Regions from separate parts of the Mus musculus genome. Here all the other regions are linked to region 1. A link is a contact called in public HiChIP or PLAC-seq, Micro-C and capture Hi-C data. All regions are on one chromosome and are shown on one strand. Each heading gives the region's core, a stretch centred on a gene start, on an enhancer-like site or on the middle of the called end of the contact. The rest is flanking DNA. Distances are from core to core; before and after follow the strand shown.

Region 1 (3,396 bases), core at 437-2,936:
CTGCAGGAGCAGGTGAGCAGAACACCTGCCAGAGGTTGGCTACTTAGGCTCCTGCAGCATCCTGCCCGCCCGCCCGGGAGTTAGCAGACCTGAGACTGGCGGTGAAGGGGAGGCGAACCTACCCTCTGAGCATTCCTTCCTGCTGTGGTTCTCTCTCCCTCCTGGGCCGCACACCAGAACCTTGCAGGGCCCTTACCTAGCCAACCTCACTCTCAGGCATGCCTTTAGCAGGAGGCGCAGCGGCAAACTCCCATACACTCATTAGACTAAGTGGTGGAATAGCAGAGGGACACCACCCACCCCCCAAGCTAGTTTTTGGTTGGTTGGTTGGTTGGTTGGTTGGTTGGTTGGTTGGTTGGTCGGGGCGGGGTGGAGTTGTCGGATACAGACAGAAGTGGGAAGGAAAGTGCCAGAGACCAACTGCTGAGGCGTAAAAGGCAAAGGCGCCTGTTTGGAAAACTAGCACCTGCTTCATCCACTCCTTGGGTGTGGTCTGAACAGGAACTCCAGAAACTGCCCGCCAGGGTGATGGCCAGCAAGAGAGATATGCTTTCAAGAGGACTGAGTCGAGATCTTTCGCTCCAGGCCCTTGACCACAGGCTCTAAACTTCCTGCGGGCCCTGTGCCAGGCACACCCGGGCCCTCTCTCTCCAGATCTTCAGCGCCCCAATCACAAACAGCCGGGATCTCGAGTTAGATCTAGTTTAAAGAGCCCGCGGGCGGGAGCCAAGAGGACTGGCGAGGGAGCAGAAACTCACAAGGGAGAGGGTCTTGTTCTCACGTGGCCTGTTTTACAAACAGAAGGTTACCTGAGTAATTACTGAGGGAGAGGCCATGGAGGGTGGGAGGGGATGTGTTAGGCTTCAAAGCCTCTCAGATGCCGTCTGTTCCCTTTGAAGACGTCAGGGGGCGCCAGAGGCCAGGACAAGGATTTAACACCTGCCGCACAGGCTGCTGAGTCTTCTGACTTAGGGGCTTCCTGCAGGTGAGCTAGACAAGGCTAGCTCCCCGGGGCTAAGGTCGGAGTTTCCTGCTAGCCTCCCCAGAATGAGCCGCCCCGTATAATTAAAGTCATTCTCTTGTAAAAATTATCTAGTTATATAGACACCGAGAAAGAAAACTTTTCACAAAGAATATTGCTGGGTTTATTAACATGTAATTTTTTTTAAAGCAAGAGGTTAGTTTCAACGAATTCCATACTCTCATATTAAACGTGTAGCCTTAACTCTTCGGGTTAATCTGATTGTCTTTAAAAGTAGGTGGTCCTTGATGTACGGGCCGGAGTTTGGTTGGAGGACCAGCAGAATCAGGTTTCAGATTTACACCGATTCTTGCCATTTGTTTGAAATCCTCTGTCAAAAAAGGCAGGCCAGGTATTTAAAGAACCCAAATGTTATACAAGTCTGTGTATATATAATCCTCATATGTATATATAACTTATGATTTTTATTCATACCTCTACACAAAGTGAGATAAAGGGGTATATTGTAGTATTGCTTGTTCAAACAAGAGCTAAAAAAAAGCGTTGAAACCTGAGGTGTTCACGGTGCGCTGTCAAGAAGCAACTTGCTAAGTGCTTTATAATATCTCACGTCTTCACAGGAAAGAGCAAAGTGTCTGAGTGTGTGGTGTGCGTTGGGAGAACGCCGGGCGAAGTCTAAGACGCCTGCCTGCATTACCACTGGTTGCCACATGGTGGCGGGGTGGAAGAGGTCTTGCCTATTCTTTAGGCAGCATTAGTTGATAACCGCAGTGTAGTCTGACACGCTATAAGGCTTTCTATGAGTCCAACAACTACCACATACAATTTAAAAGAGCTTCTGCCAAGTAGTGTAAAGGAAAAAGAGGAAAAAGGATCCTCTGTTTTGATGCACAGAGATGCTACCTCCCAGAAGTGGGGCCTTGCTCACACTGCACATAGACTAGATTCTCATTAAAGCAATCCCAGTAACTGGTTTGAGGCAATTACTTCCTGTGGGCCTCACCTACTCAGAAATTAAAGCAGATGAGTTTCCTCGCCTCTCCAAAACTATAAATTCCAACAAATTCTCCTGTGAAAAGGATGCTATCCTGGGACATACTTCCCATTGGTTGGCGACTGTGCCTTTGTTAGAGGAAGGGTGGAAAAACTGGTGTGGAACAGAGTTGAGAGCAGGGAAAGAGTCACCTATGGGGGTCACGATTGGCCCTGTGAGTGCCACACAAGATGAGAACCCGTGTATTGCTTGGGGGATCCCCTTCACTTCTTTTCAGTAATGAGTTTGGAAGGGGAAAGAAGAGTTGGTATGGAGGGCAACGAGCAACGGGAGCAAGGGGTGACTCCAAAGCCACACCTCTGCCCTCAGAAACACCCTGCTAGCCACCGAGAACCCCCGGAGAGCATTTGAGAGACAGAGGGAGAGACAGAACCATGGCTCTGCTGCTGACAGCGCCTCTCTGCCCACCCTCCTCCCACAGGAAAAGACAGAGACACTCACCAAGGACCAAGAGGCGGACTCGAGACTTGGCGTTGACATCCTGGTCCGACATCAGTGACACGGAGCACTCGTAGGTGCCATTGTCGTCCATGGTCAGCTGGTCGATGGTGATAGAGGCATTTGACAACTCAGCATCGTTAGATACTCTCACTCGATTCTCATAACGGTTCCCATAGATGTATTTCTTTGTCACAAAATTCCAGGTGACCACTCTTTCCTGAGAGAAAGAGGAAATGTCTGTCAGGACCTGGTGTAGACCTGCCCTGACTCAATCTTCGTCCCCCAGAGCAAACCAACAACATGTCAAACAGAAGGGCAGTACCTGCTGGTAGATTCCTCTTGTTATCTAGCTAGATAACTTTAGACTTTTAAAGATTTGCTTTTGAGCTTTAGGGACTGGGGTTGTAGTTTAGCTGGTAGTACTTGCCTACCACACGTAAAGGCCTGGATTTGATCCCAGTGCCGTGTAAACTTGGTGTTGCGGCGCGTGCCGATCATCCCAGCATTCCAGAGGTGAAGGGAGGGAAAAGTTCAAAGTCGTCCTTGGCTATGTAGCAAGTTCTAAGCCAATCTGGGAGGCATGACACACTGACTCAAAGGAAAAGCACAAAACAGCACCGAGGCACACACCCTGGGAGACCAGTGTGCACAGAAGCACACACCCTGGAATACCGGTGTGTAAATGAGGCTGGCTCGGATCCCAGCACTCACATTTGTGACCAGCCTCTCTCTCCTTGGTTCCCTCTCAGCCCATGGTTTATTCTCACCCATCCCTTCCTTCATCCAACACCCACAGTGCACCACCATAAGCCAGGTACCACACTAGTTAACCACTGAGTTCCAGCTCACTTGGTTCTGACTATTGCCCTTGGAAGTTGTTTATTTATTTATTCGTTGGTGTTGACGAGGCAGCACATTA
Region 2 (3,396 bases), core at 618-3,117, 340 kb after region 1:
TCTTTTCTTTGGAAGCTGCTTAGCCTTTCAGAGACAATTTGATCTCTGAAGAGCAGACACGTGCCCATCTATCTGCCCTCCTCCTCCTGCTTCTGCTGCTGAGAACTGCTTGTGGCTATGCAGGCTGCTCTGAGCTCAATCTTGAGGACAGCGAGGCCTCGCCTGACTCTCTGAGGCTTCCTTCTGTATTCCTTGGCCCTTGAGGAGAACAGAACCTAGGATCAAGGTTCTGGGAGCCTCTGGCTCAAACATTCCAAAAGCCACGTCCATAGGCAGCAGCCCTCTTTACTGTATGAAAACACAAGTGGCAAGTCTTTGGGGGCCATAGCCACAATGCCCCTGCCTCAGCTCCTGGACCACGTGCAGTAGTGATCAAGGGCCAAAGGTCCTGGAGGGGCTGTCACCTTCCACCTGTCCCCCACCCCCATAGAACAAGTGGAAGCTGGCACCCATTAGAAGGATTTGAAGTTTTAAAAGAATGTAAGGAAAACAATTAAAAAGGGGTTAGACAAGTCACAGACTCAGGCCTTATAGGCAAGATCAGAAGGGACAGCATTTTTCTTTCAGCCAGAGGCTGAGGGATTTGGGTGCATCCCAGAGGCCACCACTCTTCTAGACTTATCCCTTAAGTTGGTGGAACCTGGGTGTTGGGTGTTTGAGGAGCCCAGGATATAACTGTGGAACCTAAGCTTGCCCTGTAGTGAGGAGGAGTGGAGCCACAGCCTCGATGGGGAGCAGAAGCAGCTGGCTCCTTACACTCCACTGCGCTCACCCTTGCCTTGGGGTTTTCGACTGTGTGCACACCCTTCTAAAGACTCCAGGGGAACCTTGTGGTATAAAGAGGAAGCCTTCGGGAAGAGCAGCAGCATATCCCATCATGGGATGGATAGACTCCGCCTGTCTCCACTCTGCCTGGGTGCTACAAGGACTGTGTGCTCAGTAAATATTTGGCGAGCTGAGAATGCTTACGACTCAACGTGGCTGAATGAGAACAAAGTGGACAGGCAGACGGGAAGCGGCTTATCCTGCCCATGCCTCTCCTGTGAACTCTGTATTGACTGGCAGCAGCGGCTGCTGGCAGGCACCCTAGGGACAGTCTCTATCTGCCATGGCTTCTAAGGTGGTTAGGGCAATGAGGTTGGACAAAGAGGTTGGAGCTTTAGGACCCTTCTTACCAGCTCTGTCTCCAGCCCCCACGTATCATAGCCCAGTTATAACCAGAGCTACTGGAAGACTGGAGAGGGCGTCACACACACGAGGCACCTTCTAGAAGCATCCTTCCATGTCACACTGCCGTCTACACTGTCCCTCTGACCCATGCTCTGAGGGACAAACGGCCTCAGCTCTGCTCTCAAGACACAGTGAGAGCAGAGGCATGCTTAGGGTCCAGTGAGCAGTACAGAGAAGCCGGTGGGGTAGAAGGAGACACATTCTGATCACAGAACAAGAAACTCTTTTGGTTCTTACACCCAGTGCCCTCAATGTTCAAATAAGAAATCAGATTCAAATACAGGACCTTCCCGAATCACTGCAGCTAGGGAGGAGTCCCTGAGATTCCGCTACCGAAGCAGAAAAGGGGCCGCGGGACATAGGCAAGTCACTTCCGCACCATGGCACACCTGAGATAGGGTGGCTAGAGGGGTTGCTCTGGGGGAGCAGCTCAGGGTGCTTGTGGGAAAATACAGTAAAGTGAAAACTAAAAATTAACTGAAGACTGGAGCAGAGGTGTCCTCGGGCCCCACCCCTTGACCAGCTTCTTGTCCGAGCGCAGGTGTCCTCAGGCCCCGCCCCCCATGGCCAGCACCACCACAGAGCACAGCAGCAGAGCCTATGATGTGGCAGGCATGCCACCAATGGCACACAGATCAATTTCCCACGCTAGAAGGCTTGTCTCTGCCACCACATCCTTTCTTGTCTTGCAAGCCTTGCTCTCAGCTGGGAGGGTCAGCGCAGCAACACCCACACACATGCCCACGAAAGCACTCTGATGCTAACTAACACTGACCACTGGGATCCCCCTCTTCCGCCAGGTTTGTCAGCGTAGAATGTGGTGCCGTGGAAAAGCGGCCAGACAAGCCAGAGGCCCTTCCTCTGGGTGGGTGTTCCTCATTCGGTCTGTGACCCAGACCCGCTGCTCTTGCCCAGGGGTGCAAATTAATTTATCTATCTATCTATTTATTTATTTATTTATTTTTCTTTTTTTTCGAGACAGGGTTTCTCTGTATAGCCCTGGCTGTCCAGGAACTCACTCTGTAGACCAGGTTGGCCTCGAACTCAGAAATCCACCTGCCTCTGCCTCCCAAGTGCTGGGATTAAAGACGTGCGCCACCACCACTCAGTACAAATTAATTTTATGTGGAAGCTCAAATCCACAGGGTCACCGTCTTTTAGGTGGGTCTGACTCATTTTCTTCCGTTGGCACATCATGGAATCTTTCCACGACAAGACAGCATGTCATAGAAGGAGCAGCCTATGGGGTGTTAAAAAAGACGGACGTGCTCTGTCCATAATATTAATCTTTGCTTTGTTCTCTTAAGAAGCTCACTCAGTGCCTCAGTTTCCTGATCTGTCAGGAGGAAAGGACAGTCACTATTTCCATGGGGTGCAAATGACATCATAATGAGATCACTTTATAAAATGGACCTCAGAATATAGCTATCAGAGATTATCATCATACTTAGTAAAAACAATTAATAATGATTGCCAGGATGCGTTAAAGAGAAATTACTCAGAGACCCTTGTTGAGGAACAATAAGAGTGACTTTACCCAGGCCATTTAGACAGATAAAGGACCACTTTGGTGGGCTCCTCAGTGGGAAAGAGCAGTGGGGCTCAGCTTGACCACAGTAAGGGCAGGTGGGCAGGTATAGTCCGACGTCAGGCAGGAGGGGTCAGTGGATGGAAAATTACTAAGAAAGATATATCAGGAGTGAGAGAGAGATTCTGGCTAAGCTGACGTCACAGGATCCCAGCTGAAGACAAAATGAGGCACCCCTGAGGGACAGTGGAAGACGGGGCTCATTGGATTCTGAGATATTGAGTGTGACCAGGTGTCAAGTGTGAGCTTCTTGCTGGATTGACTTAGCAAGAGTCTCAGGGTTTTATTAAGCACACATGGACCAAGGAGGAGAGCCGGAAGCTCAACTAAAGCTGGTCAGAAACACTGTCAATCGACATAATGGTGATTTTGAAACCTTTTGGAAAAAAGACCCCACAGACCTGTGCTAGAGGAGACCAAACACCTCTGCGTGTGCACACCTGCTTTCAGTGCCTCAGGAGCAGCTCGGGGAAGCCAGGGGCTACTGAGCACAGGGTAGGTTTCTGGGTTGGGGGGAAGGAAGGGCTGATTGCTGTGTCCAGGATCGATGAGGGTGACTCTTCCCAACCATTAGCCCA
Region 3 (3,396 bases), core at 460-2,959, 300 kb after region 1:
CAGCTTAACCTGACCTTGAAGTTTCCCTAGGTCCTAGGACAAGGCTTTCCAAGAAGGTCTGCAGAAGGGGGAACTTACATTGTAGAGCTGGTTGGGGTCCTGCAGGTTGGCAGCAGTCTCTGCACTCCTGCTGAACTGCAACAGAGCAGAGAGAATCAGAGCTCAGCACCACCTCCAAGGGGCCATCGGACTGGCTATAGTGCAGAGCTGCGTGTCAGCCCCTCCATGCCCGATGACAACAAACTCCCTTGTTGGCTCCCTGTGGCTAGCCCAAAGTGTAGCCGCTTCTTTCTGAACTCAGTTGTCCTTTCTCCTGCCTGCGACCTGACTAAAGTGCTTACAGCTTTAGTCTTCAGAGAAGTTAATCATCCCAAGTAAAGGCCTTGCCCCCCCCACACACCCCCACACACCCTGTGTGCAGGGGTTCCAGGCTCTCCGTCTGTGCCTGCCGGAATCCAGGAAACCCCTCCTGTTCCCCTTCCTCCAGGAACCCTGAGGGTAGACAGTGCCTACAAAAAGCTTCCTACTAAGTTGGCACATGGGCATCATTACTCACCCAGCTGTTTCCTGAGTGGGAAGCACCTTGCTTGCTTACTGTCCTGACTGTGTGCCCCGAGTCGCTATAACCACACATGTTACCTAAGCTGAGAGGAACTGCAGGATTTTCCAGAGTTGGTGCTAAGTGTAGTTTCCAAATTTAAAAAAAAATCATAAAGTAAGACTTCCTCAAATGAAATCTTATGCCTGAAAGGAAATGGGTTCTACTGCCCTGGGAAGATGAGATTTCTACCTTCCCAGGTGTGTCCTTTCCACAAACCCACGGCTTCAGGCACCAGGTGATGCCTGATGCTCTGTCCACCATTCTTATTTCCAGGATGGGAAAATCAAGAGTTGGAGAGAAAAGCTGTATGGCCTCCATTACAGCTCAACCGCAGGCCCTAAGAAGAGGCTGTCTTGTCTGTCTTTCACTTTCTTGTCCTAAACTGTTCAGTATAAGCCATCTGTTTCCCAGCAGAAGCCACATCCAGGCACTGGTACCGATCTTCAGTAATACACATAGCACTTGGATCATTGAGCTGCTCTGTCTGCCACAGATGGATACCCCGCCTTCTCTGCTCACCGGCTGTGCACGCTTGGTTGTATCCTGCCTTGCCCATGGACACCAAGCAGAGCACAGGCCTGAGACTCTCCAGTGCCAAATCCCCACCTCACATCCTCCCAGTGGAGGAACCTATACCCTCCCTCAAGAGCCCAGGGGAACCCACTTTTGCTCTCAGGTACAGGGCTGTGATGATGACTCCGTAGATGAAGAGGATTCCATCTAGCAAGTAGCAGAGTTTGGGATCCAGCAGACCAAAGCTCTGTGCCTCTGTGCCAAGAGAGAAAATTGGTTAGGCATGCTGGATCTGGCAAGAACACATCCCACCTACCCCAGGTCAATTCTGTGACAGATTGTAGTCATGTCACGGGCACTAGGTCCAGTCCTCATACTTCACACAGACCACAACCTACAACCTCTCTCACTGAGTCTGAAGAAACCCAGCCTGCAATGGCCAATGTAACCACATGTACCAGATGTAAAGAGTGCACCTATGCATACAATGTAACCACATGTACCAGATGTAACGAGTGCACCAATGCATACAATGTAACCACATGTACCAGATGTAATGAGTGAACCAATGCATACAATGTAACCACATGTACCAGATGTAAGGAGTGCACCTATATGCATACAATGTAACCACTTGTACCAGATGTAACGAGTGCACCTATGCATACAATGTAACCACATGTACCAGATGTAAGGAGTGCACCTATGCATACAATGTAACCAATGTACCAGATGTAAGGAGTGCACCTATATGCATACAATGTAACCACATGTACCAGATGTAACCACAGAGGCTGGGAAGAATGAGGGAGTATTAGGAAAAAATGAAACTGCTGTGCACAGAACTTCTGCTCTGGTGACATGGAAGCCCCGCTGTAAGTGAGCTCTTGCATAAACTATGACACTCTAAACCTCAGAAATGTACCTAGGTAACTAAGGCCTTTATACGGAGAGAGAGAGACTCTAGAGGTTACAAATGTAGGGCTCAGAAATTAGATAATTGGATAAAATCATCTCAATACCTAGTCATTATCAGTGAAGTCTAGGTATCGTGGTGCACATCAGTAGTCCCATCATTGAACAGGCAAGAGGGTTGTGAGTTCGAGGCCAGCCTGAGCTACATAAGTTCCAGGCAGACTACATGCTTCAGCTTAGAGCCTCTTCTACTTAGTCTCCTCACTCCAGAGTCACCCCTCCTGCCTTTCTGATGTTTATCGAATCACACTCAAAGCATGTATGGTTCTCAGTAGATAAGAAGGGCAGGGGGAGTGAGGAAAGGAAATACGTTAGTTAGATAGAAGGTAGCCTTCCTATTTGAAAGATCACACAAAGCAAGCAAACTGAGCATATTACTGATCCTGAACTCCCTCCTATTGGGTAAGTGTGGATCTGAGAACTGGCCCAGTATCACAAAACCCTCCCTCTGGCCCTGCCTGAGAACCACACAAGCAGAGTGGTCTTTAAGGCTTTCCAGCCTAACGCCAGTAGCAAGTGGCGCCCTCTGGTGGGCGCTGGCCAACAGTGGGTAAGGCAGATGGGTGCCAGTTAAGTTCCGGCAAGGTATCCTTCCAGCTGCCTCTTCTGCAAAACAGGTTGAAAGTCTTCAGTGTCTGTTCTGTGCAGTGTTTATGGCTGTGAGCGCAATCATTAAGGCCCCGCTAGATTGCCACCAGAAGCACACAGAGCAGGCAGGTAGTGACTATGCCAGAAACCTCTCATCTGCTCCCACATACAATAGAAGGCTGACTTAAATCTCACTCACTGTCCCCCATCACCATGTCCCTAAAGCCCTCTGTTCTCAGCTTTTAACTCCAACTCTCTCATCCAGGGTCCCTCCTGGCCCCAGGTCCCTGCTCAGAAACCAACTCAATCCCGCTCAAAGACACTTCAAAGTGTGGGACTCAGTGCAGCCCCACAAATGCTCTGCCTTTCCAGGCCAGACTGGAAAGAACTCACTACCACCCTGTCCCTTCTTCAACTGTCTCATGTGTTCCAGTCTGGCATTGAACTTATAGCACCAAGGACAGCCTTGGCTTTGCAATGCCCTGCATCCACATCTGGAGTCCTGGGAATTTACAGATGTACATCTCTGTGCTTGGTGATTCTGGGACTCAACCCCAGGGCTTCACACGTGGCAGGCAAACACTTTACCTACTGAGCCATATCCCAACACTTCCTCCTTTATCCTCGCTGCCCCCTTAATCTTAGTATGCTCTCTAATTCCCTCCACACCCACTTTCTGTTCGCCTGGCTCCTCCTCTGTGCCTCTGCTTGCTCTGCCC
Region 4 (3,396 bases), core at 549-3,048, 270 kb after region 1:
ATGTTTGTCCTTTCTGAGTTCTCCCTAGTGAGAATATCACATGAGTTTTGTTTTCTATTTATGTATGGTTAATTATATCCTGGGGCATGCTGAGCTTCACTGAGTTCAATTCTAGCTACCTCTGTTTTGTTTTGGTGGAGTTTGTTGTTTTTATTTTTGTTTTTGTTTTGTAATGCAGCATTGTCGTAGGTGGGGTTTCTATTGCTGTTATAAAACACCATAACCAAAAACAAACTTGAGGAGGAAATGATTTATTTCAGCTTCCAGTCCATCACTGAGGGAAGTTAGTGCAGGAACTTGAGATGGGGACTAATGCAGAGACCATGAAGGAACACTGCGTACTAGCTTGCTCCTCATCTCATGGCTTGCTTTCTCAGCTTGCTTTTATACCATCCAGAGCCACCTGCCCAGGGGTGGCAACAGCCTCAGTGAGTGGGGCCTTCCTACATCAAGCACTAATTAAGAAAATGTCCCACAGACTTATTAACCCACAGGTCCGTCAGGTAAGGGCATTTTCTCAGTTGAGGCTCCGTCTTCCAAATGACTGGTAACTTGTATCAGTTTAACTAAAAAAGGTAGAGGAGGAAGAGGGAAGGAAAAACATGATAAGCATTTACTGACAACTAGAATTAGAGGGCCTGCTCTATATGTTTACTATAGTAGATACCTTACTGGGTCATGAATGGACACATTCTTTTAAGATACTTTTGCCTCTAGACTCTAGCATACCAACTTCCACACATTTTAAATCTGTACTATGCACTATGGCATTCACTAAAGTTTAACATGTGGCTTTTGAATATTTGAAACATGGCTATTTCAAATTTAGGTGTGCTGTTATAATGAGTGTACTGAAAATCTACAGAATGATAGGAAATACTAAAATGATTTTGGTTTTGTCATTTTTGTTCATTGTTTTTGTTTTAGGTGAGGTCTTACTTTGTAGATCTGACTGGCTTCCAACTCTATATAGACCAGGCTGGCCTCAAACTCACAGAGATCTGTCTCTGCCTCTCAGGTGCTAGAATTAAAGGTGTGAACCACCATGCCTGGCTTGATAGCTTTTTAAAAAAGATTTGTTTGAAGGTTTTCTTGTTTTTGTTTTTAACGTATATGAGTGTTTTTCCTACATGTACATCTGTGCACCATCTGTGTGTCTGATGTCTGTCGAGGCCAGAAAAAGGCAGCAGATCCTCTGGAGCTGGAGTTAAAATGGTTGTGAGCATCCCTCTGCAAGAGCAGCCCATGCTCCGAACCACTGAACCATCTCTCTAGCCCCTCATTTGCTCTTTTTTTAATAGAAAATTGAGGCTGGTGGTGGAGACAGGGATGGCACACTGTTATTTCTTTCAGAGTTATGTGGTTACTCTTTCTCTTAAAGTAGGACTCATAGCTTTGGCTCTAAATTGTTTATCATTAATTTGTTAAAATGCTAAGCTAGTTTACTAAAAAAAAAAAAAAAACAAAACAAATTAAGGATTAATGAGTAGTAGGTTAACCATTCTCTTGATTCTAGATACTAATGGAAGTGACTAGTTTTCCAAACCCATTTACAGGAGGCCATCTTCTAACTCAGTTCTCTTCTCAGGCACTACAGACTCGACGTCCAACAACAACACGGCCACGGTGATTTCCACAGCACCCCCTGCTTCCTCAGCAGTCACATCCCCTTCCTTGAGTCCCTCTCCCTCTGCCTCGGCCTCCACCTCAGAGGCCTCCAGTGCCAGTGAGACCAACACGACACAGACCACCTCCACGCCTCTTCCCTCCCCTCTCGGAGCCAGCCAGGTGATGGTGACCACGCCCGGCTTACAGACAGCAGCCGCCGCTCTCCAAGGAGCGGCACAGTTGCCAGCAAACGCCAGTCTTGCTGCTATGGCTGCTGCTGCGGGACTCAGCCCAGGCCTCATGGCACCCTCACAGTTTGCTGCTGGGTAAGGAGCTTTCCCATTCCGTTTGCATCCAGAACAGAACTAGGATCTCATTCCTGCAGCTCCCGGGGAAAATTTGTTATCGCTGTCTTAGGTGGAAAGTATATCTGAGATGGGTTTGCACTTAAGTTTCTAAGTAGCCACATTGTCATTTCCACATGATGACACAGAACTGAGTCACTGAGTAACTCAGTGAGAGAACCAGGAAAATGCTCAGAATTCATCATTATTAAGCTTTCTTCAGTCAAGTATATTTATCTACTTTTTAATTCCCCCAAAACAGGTAAAACTTGGAATAAAGTGATATCTGATTTTATGTGTTTTTCAGTTTTTCTCTGATAATTTCATACATGTATGCAATGTATTTTGGTCATATCCATCCCCAACTCCTCCCAAACTGCCCTGAACTCACCCCCACCCACACGTACGACTTCATTTTTCATGTTTTTTGTTGTTGTTTTGTTTTTTTTCTTCAAGTAGCCAGTCTAGTTAGTTAGTGCTGCCTGTGTATATGTGACTGTAGACCTGCCCACTGGGACACGAGTGACCCACCAGTGAGCTCTCAACTGCCAATAGCTCTTCAGCTAGGGGCGGAATAAGAGCCCTTGCCCTGTCTATACCAGAATGTGTCTGGCTTGATCTTGTTCAGAGAACCTACTCTGCATTCAATGAGTGCAAATTTCATGTCCGGGTCTACAAGACATCAGTTCACAAAACTCCCAGCCTCCAACTCTTACATCTTTTCTACTGAGGAACATTTTCATTAATGTTCCCTAAGTCTTGATGTTAGGGAGATACGGTTGATAGTGATGTCCTATTTAGGGCTGCATACCCAACAGTTGTTTATTCTTATCAGTTTGACCAGTTGACTGCATTAATTATTATCCACTGCAGTAAGAGTTGAGAGCATCATACATCTGGGTATTAACATAAGTTCTTAGAGAGCAGTTCGCCATAACCATTTAACAAAACAATAGTCAGTATCTGCCCCTGCCCTACTCTTGGCCCATGAGCTCCCCATCCAATGGGCTTTTGACTACATTTACAGTACCAGGCAGGAACTTCCTGCTATGAATAGGCCTCAGATCAAACCAGAAACCAGTTGTTTACCACTAGAGCAGTCATCCCACTGTTCCACCAATGCCACATCTTGCCTGATTGGTTAGTATTGCAACATACAGGGTCTAGTATTGCGTAAGAGTGTTGATGCTTTTTCTCTCCCAGGTGCCTGTATAGCACCTCTGGCACTGGGAAAGTTAGCCGCAGTTCCAGATTTTCTATGTCCTGTAACTGAAGTGCATTTGTCTTCAGTAATCAGATATAGCATCTAGTTATGATGTACCCCCAAGATCAGTGGCAATAGCCTGTAATGAGTTGGGTTTTTTGTTGGTTTTTATTTCTAGGGGGTTGGCCTTTATAGCTTTCCAAACCAATAACTTGTTATAAATGTAATGTTTATTCTCCT
Region 5 (3,396 bases), core at 482-2,981, 260 kb after region 1:
ACATTAAATAAATAAATAAACAAACAAATAAATAAAGGTGAAATGATAAATAAATTGCTGGGCTTTCTGAACATCTATGTTGCTTGTATTACTGGAAGGGCTTTAGCGTATCAGCACTATCTTTGAAGACTTAGAAATGTTGGTATGATGGCTGAGCTCTCCCTATGGTCCTAGGCTCTACTTGTAGGTGAAGTTGGTGGGAGAATGGAGTAAATAGAACGACAGCCAGTTTTCTGTCTAGAGCAACACTTACTGAAGTAGCCTTTCAAAATAGAAGTTAGAGACATTAATAACATGAGTCTCTTTTCCTCATTCCCCTTTCCTGTTCTATATTATTCAGGGTGATGTTGGGCTCGCTATGGGGAAATTATATGGAAATGACTTCAGCCAAACCACCATCTCTCGCTTTGAAGCCTTGAACCTCAGCTTTAAGAACATGTGCAAGTTAAAGCCCCTTTTAGAGAAGTGGCTAAATGATGCAGGTGAGTGAACATAGAAAGAAATCTCTTCATTGTCCATGGGGTTTCCTAGGAGGGATTAGTCTGCAAACTGGGTGCTTACTGTATTGCTGATACTACAAAGTGTTGGATCCACTAAATCTATGGAAATCATTTGAGCTAGGTCTAAGGATGGACATAGATTTTTTTTTTGAGGATAAGGGTTAGAAGGCCTGTGTGTGTGTAGAAAATCTTAAAGGACAGACAGATTATTCCTTCCTTGAGTAGATTGCCATAGAATTTGTTCCTGGTAATATTTCTGCTTTTGTTAAAAATGACCAGCTATTTCATACAAAATTAGATTTCTGGTCTTGAATTATTTATTTAACTTTGAGACATCCTTTTAAAAACTTTGAATTTTGAGCCACAAAATCAGACTTCAGGAGCTAAAAGGAACCACAAAGATGCCTAACCATGTACTTTCCTTTGTAGATAGAAACAAAAATTAGGCCTTCAGAAAGGAAGATCTTAGACACACCCTCACCCTTGGCATATTGATTCAGTAACTGGGGGAAGTTTAGCCATCTGTTATCTTTTTTGCAGTCACAGGCAAGAACCACTGGTCTGTTCCATCTTGTTTTCATACAGTAGAAAGAAAGCCATTGAAACATGCCCAGGCTTATTCAGTGTTTCCTAAGCTTAAAGAATTCCAAAGTACCCTCTCTCAACTCTTGTGCTAAGAAACTGAAAAGCCATCTTTAAATTAAACATTAAATAATCCAATGAATTTTAAGAAACATTGTTCCTTTTTATCCTCAGCTTATAAACAAGCAAATGTACCGAACTGAGGGAAGTGTAAGTGGAGGAATAGAACCTTTGTATTCTCAGAAACAAACCAAAAATGAGTGGTGACAAAGTTAACCGCCCTGGGATAAAGGTTGCCAGTAAGGACAGTGGGAAGTCAACAGTCCTGAGCAATGCTTCCATGGAATCTCACATTACTAAACATTTTACCAGTTTTCTTGTTCTTATGTATTCTGATATGAATCCTTAAGCTCAGCTGTTTGTGTTTTCTTCATTTCTGTAGAGAACCTCTCATCTGATTCTACAGCATCTAGCCCAAGTGCTTTGAATTCTCCAGGATTGGGGGCTGAGGGCTTGAATCGTAGGAGGAAAAAACGCACCAGCATAGAGACCAACATCCGTGTGGCCTTAGAGAAGAGTTTCATGGAGGTGGGTGTGACTTTTCATGTGTACGGCACTGTTGGGGACTGCAGAGATTAAAGCATATCCTTGTCTTCCTCCGCCCTGTGGGCATTTAACAGGGAGAAAGGAGGATACCAGGTGCTACTGCACTTCAGCGCTGCAGAACTCGAGAGAGACAATGGTTTGAATCATGTGAGCTTTTGGGAGGGAGCTAATCTTGCAGACTGGAAAAGATAGAAGAGTACCTCACACAGAGCCATCTCATAAGCATAGGCCTCCAGAGGAAACCATGCCTGTTCAGACGAAACACTGGTGGTTTGGCTGGCTAAATTTTAGTGTCTTTATGCCTAGAATGGTAGTTTGGGGGCACAACACTAGAGACCTCGAATATCCTATTCTGGAGTTCAAATTAATTCAACAGATATTTGGCTTTAAAACAAATGAACTTTCTACTTAAGGAAACATTGAATCAGGAGTCTTTCTTGTCTTTGCCTCTTATTAAAGGCACATCACGTCTCTTGATTTCAAGATGTTCCTGCGCCTATAAAACTGCCTTCCATTCCTGTCTCAGAAGCATAGTGTGAGGTCCGAGTTAGTATGAATGAAGCACTGAAAACTCAGGCATTCCTAGTAGTCCATAAAGTTGTATCACTTTGATAACTTTCAGATTAATAGACTTTAGCCAGGCATGAGACAGCTAATCCCAGTGCCTGGGAAGCAAAGGTAGGTGGATCTTTGTAATTTTGAGGCCAACCTGGTCTACATGCAGAGTCCCAGGGCAGCCAGAGCGACACACTAAGACCCTGTCTTTAAAAAAAAAATAGACCTTTACAGTAAGGATCACTTATTCTGTTCATAAAATTTTAGATAAGTGTAGTATGTATTAAAACACTTTTGTAGAAGTTGTTGCTAAAGTCTTAATGTGGTCATAAATATTCTACCATGCTTTTCTAGCTGGCTTCTTCCTATGGGTATACTAGTTCATAAAGTTATTTCATAAAGTTGGTTATGGTGGCACGTGCCTTTAATTGCAGTACTCAGGAGGCAGAGGCAGGCAGATCTCTGTAACTTGAGGTCATCCTGGTCTACATAGACTGAGGTTTGATTCCTAAAACCCCACATAGTGGCTCAGAACCATCTGTAATTCTAGGTCCAGGAGATTGAACACTATGTCTTCTGACCTCTGGGGTCAGTGTACATACATGCAGGCAAAATACACATACACGTAATAAATAAATCTTAAAAGAAACAAAGTGTTCTAAAGCTAGGATATAATTCAAATGTAGAGCCATTATCCCTGGATTCAATCTCCAGCATGGCAAATATATAACATGAAATTTTTAAAATTTTAAAAGATGGGCTTTTTTTCCCTCTCTTAGAATCAAAAGCCTACCTCGGAAGACATCACCTTGATTGCTGAACAGCTCAATATGGAAAAGGAGGTGATTCGTGTTTGGTTTTGTAACCGCCGCCAGAAGGAGAAAAGAATCAACCCGCCCAGCAGTGGTGGGACCAGCAGCTCACCTATCAAAGCAATTTTCCCCAGCCCAGCCTCATTGGTAAGAGTGGATGTGGAAGAGATACACACTTCAAGGACTCATTTTTAGTGTTACAGATGTCCTGGAAGTAAATTCACTTCCTAACAGTTGTCTTAGTTACTGTTCTATTGCTGTGATAAAGTACCATGAATGATCACAGTAACTTAGAAAAGAACACATTTCATTTCAGCTTAGGGTTTCAGAGGCTGGGTTCA

The links. A called contact is a pair of places that touch in the nucleus more often than the background predicts. HiChIP or PLAC-seq counts read pairs in DNA pulled down with a chosen protein or histone mark. Capture Hi-C pulls out chosen DNA fragments and counts their contacts.
Region 2: a contact with region 1 is called in an H3K27ac HiChIP or PLAC-seq map of T-cell acute lymphoblastic leukemia, with 6 times the contacts expected there. The contact joins two enhancer-like sites. A contact is called at or near these places in 8 of 39 promoter capture datasets (the C10 cell line, the HPC-7 cell line, cranial neural crest and 5 more), 2 of 15 datasets of contacts at CTCF or cohesin (large pre-B cells and thymocytes), 1 of 484 Hi-C or Micro-C datasets (bone marrow-derived macrophages) and 16 of 115 datasets of contacts at active chromatin or transcription factors (T-cell acute lymphoblastic leukemia, differentiating embryonic stem cells, effector CD8 T cells and 10 more).
Region 3: a Micro-C map of the G1E-ER4 cell line shows a contact between it and region 1, with 11 times the contacts expected there. The contact joins two enhancer-like sites. A contact is called at or near these places in 3 of 39 promoter capture datasets (embryonic stem cells, hippocampal neurons and liver), 9 of 15 datasets of contacts at CTCF or cohesin (CD8 T cells, the G1E-ER4 cell line, the NIH/3T3 cell line and 5 more), 214 of 484 Hi-C or Micro-C datasets (the AML12 cell line, the AtT-20 cell line, B cells and 108 more), 47 of 115 datasets of contacts at active chromatin or transcription factors (DN3 thymocytes, the HPC-7 cell line, the SCID.adh cell line and 30 more) and 5 of 9 other capture datasets (adipose tissue, embryonic stem cells, embryonic tail and 2 more).
Region 4: a capture Hi-C map of embryonic stem cells shows a contact between it and region 1, with 4 times the contacts expected there. The contact joins two enhancer-like sites. A contact is called at or near these places in 1 of 39 promoter capture datasets (liver), 4 of 15 datasets of contacts at CTCF or cohesin (CD8 T cells, the NIH/3T3 cell line, large pre-B cells and 1 more), 26 of 484 Hi-C or Micro-C datasets (3T3-L1-derived adipocytes, CD8 T cells, the G1E-ER4 cell line and 15 more), 12 of 115 datasets of contacts at active chromatin or transcription factors (bone marrow-derived dendritic cells, double positive thymocytes, embryonic basal ganglia and 4 more) and 4 of 9 other capture datasets (adipose tissue, embryonic stem cells, liver and 1 more).
Region 5: an H3K4me3 HiChIP or PLAC-seq map of embryonic stem cells shows a contact between it and region 1, with 19 read pairs. The contact joins two enhancer-like sites. A contact is called at or near these places in 3 of 15 datasets of contacts at CTCF or cohesin (embryonic stem cells, pro-B cells and stem cell-derived epiblast-like cells), 27 of 484 Hi-C or Micro-C datasets (B cells, CD4 T cells, CD8 T cells and 16 more), 15 of 115 datasets of contacts at active chromatin or transcription factors (CD8 T cells, astrocytes, craniofacial prominence and 5 more) and 4 of 9 other capture datasets (adipose tissue, embryonic stem cells, liver and 1 more).

What each region holds. Positions count from the first base shown.
Region 1 is chr1:166,151,866-166,155,261 of GRCm38.p6, reverse strand. Gpa33 (glycoprotein A33 (transmembrane)) reads right to left here. Exons shown (of 7, transcript NM_021610.2): 3 at 2,478-2,694. Among named protein-coding and RNA genes, the nearest start is that of Gpa33, 23 kb to the right of the region's middle. Within about 2 kb of position 1,686, at least 31 of the 459 cell types and tissues checked have an H3K27ac peak or open chromatin away from gene starts, as enhancers often do. A contact at or near this core is called in the G1E-ER4 cell line, the SCID.adh cell line, T-cell acute lymphoblastic leukemia and 2 more, where this site is marked.
Region 2 is chr1:165,815,037-165,818,432 of GRCm38.p6, reverse strand. The region is part of intron 1 of Cd247 (CD247 antigen); the gene reads right to left. Among named protein-coding and RNA genes, the nearest start is that of Gm23402, 7.0 kb to the right of the region's middle. Within about 2 kb of position 1,867, at least 33 of the 459 cell types and tissues checked have an H3K27ac peak or open chromatin away from gene starts, as enhancers often do. A contact at or near this core is called in T-cell acute lymphoblastic leukemia and regulatory T cells, where this site is marked.
Region 3 is chr1:165,853,139-165,856,534 of GRCm38.p6, reverse strand. It overlaps Cd247 (CD247 antigen), which reads right to left. Exons shown (of 8, transcript NM_001113391.2): 2 at 1,266-1,369; 3 at 79-135. Among named protein-coding and RNA genes, the nearest start is that of Gm32999, 5.7 kb to the right of the region's middle. Within about 2 kb of position 1,709, at least 29 of the 459 cell types and tissues checked have an H3K27ac peak or open chromatin away from gene starts, as enhancers often do. A contact at or near this core is called in the G1E-ER4 cell line, the SCID.adh cell line, T-cell acute lymphoblastic leukemia and 1 more, where this site is marked.
Region 4 is chr1:165,878,668-165,882,063 of GRCm38.p6, reverse strand. Pou2f1 (POU domain, class 2, transcription factor 1) reads left to right here. Exons shown (of 16, transcript NM_198932.3): 14 at 1,589-1,934. Among named protein-coding and RNA genes, the nearest start is that of Gm32999, 31 kb to the right of the region's middle. Within about 2 kb of position 1,798, at least 13 of the 459 cell types and tissues checked have an H3K27ac peak or open chromatin away from gene starts, as enhancers often do. A contact at or near this core is called in embryonic stem cells, where this site is marked.
Region 5 is chr1:165,894,711-165,898,106 of GRCm38.p6, reverse strand. Pou2f1 (POU domain, class 2, transcription factor 1) reads left to right here. Exons shown (of 16, transcript NM_198932.3): 10 at 341-482; 11 at 1,525-1,670; 12 at 3,023-3,202. Among named protein-coding and RNA genes, the nearest start is that of Gm32999, 47 kb to the right of the region's middle. Within about 2 kb of position 1,731, at least 8 of the 459 cell types and tissues checked have an H3K27ac peak or open chromatin away from gene starts, as enhancers often do. A contact at or near this core is called in embryonic stem cells, where this site is marked.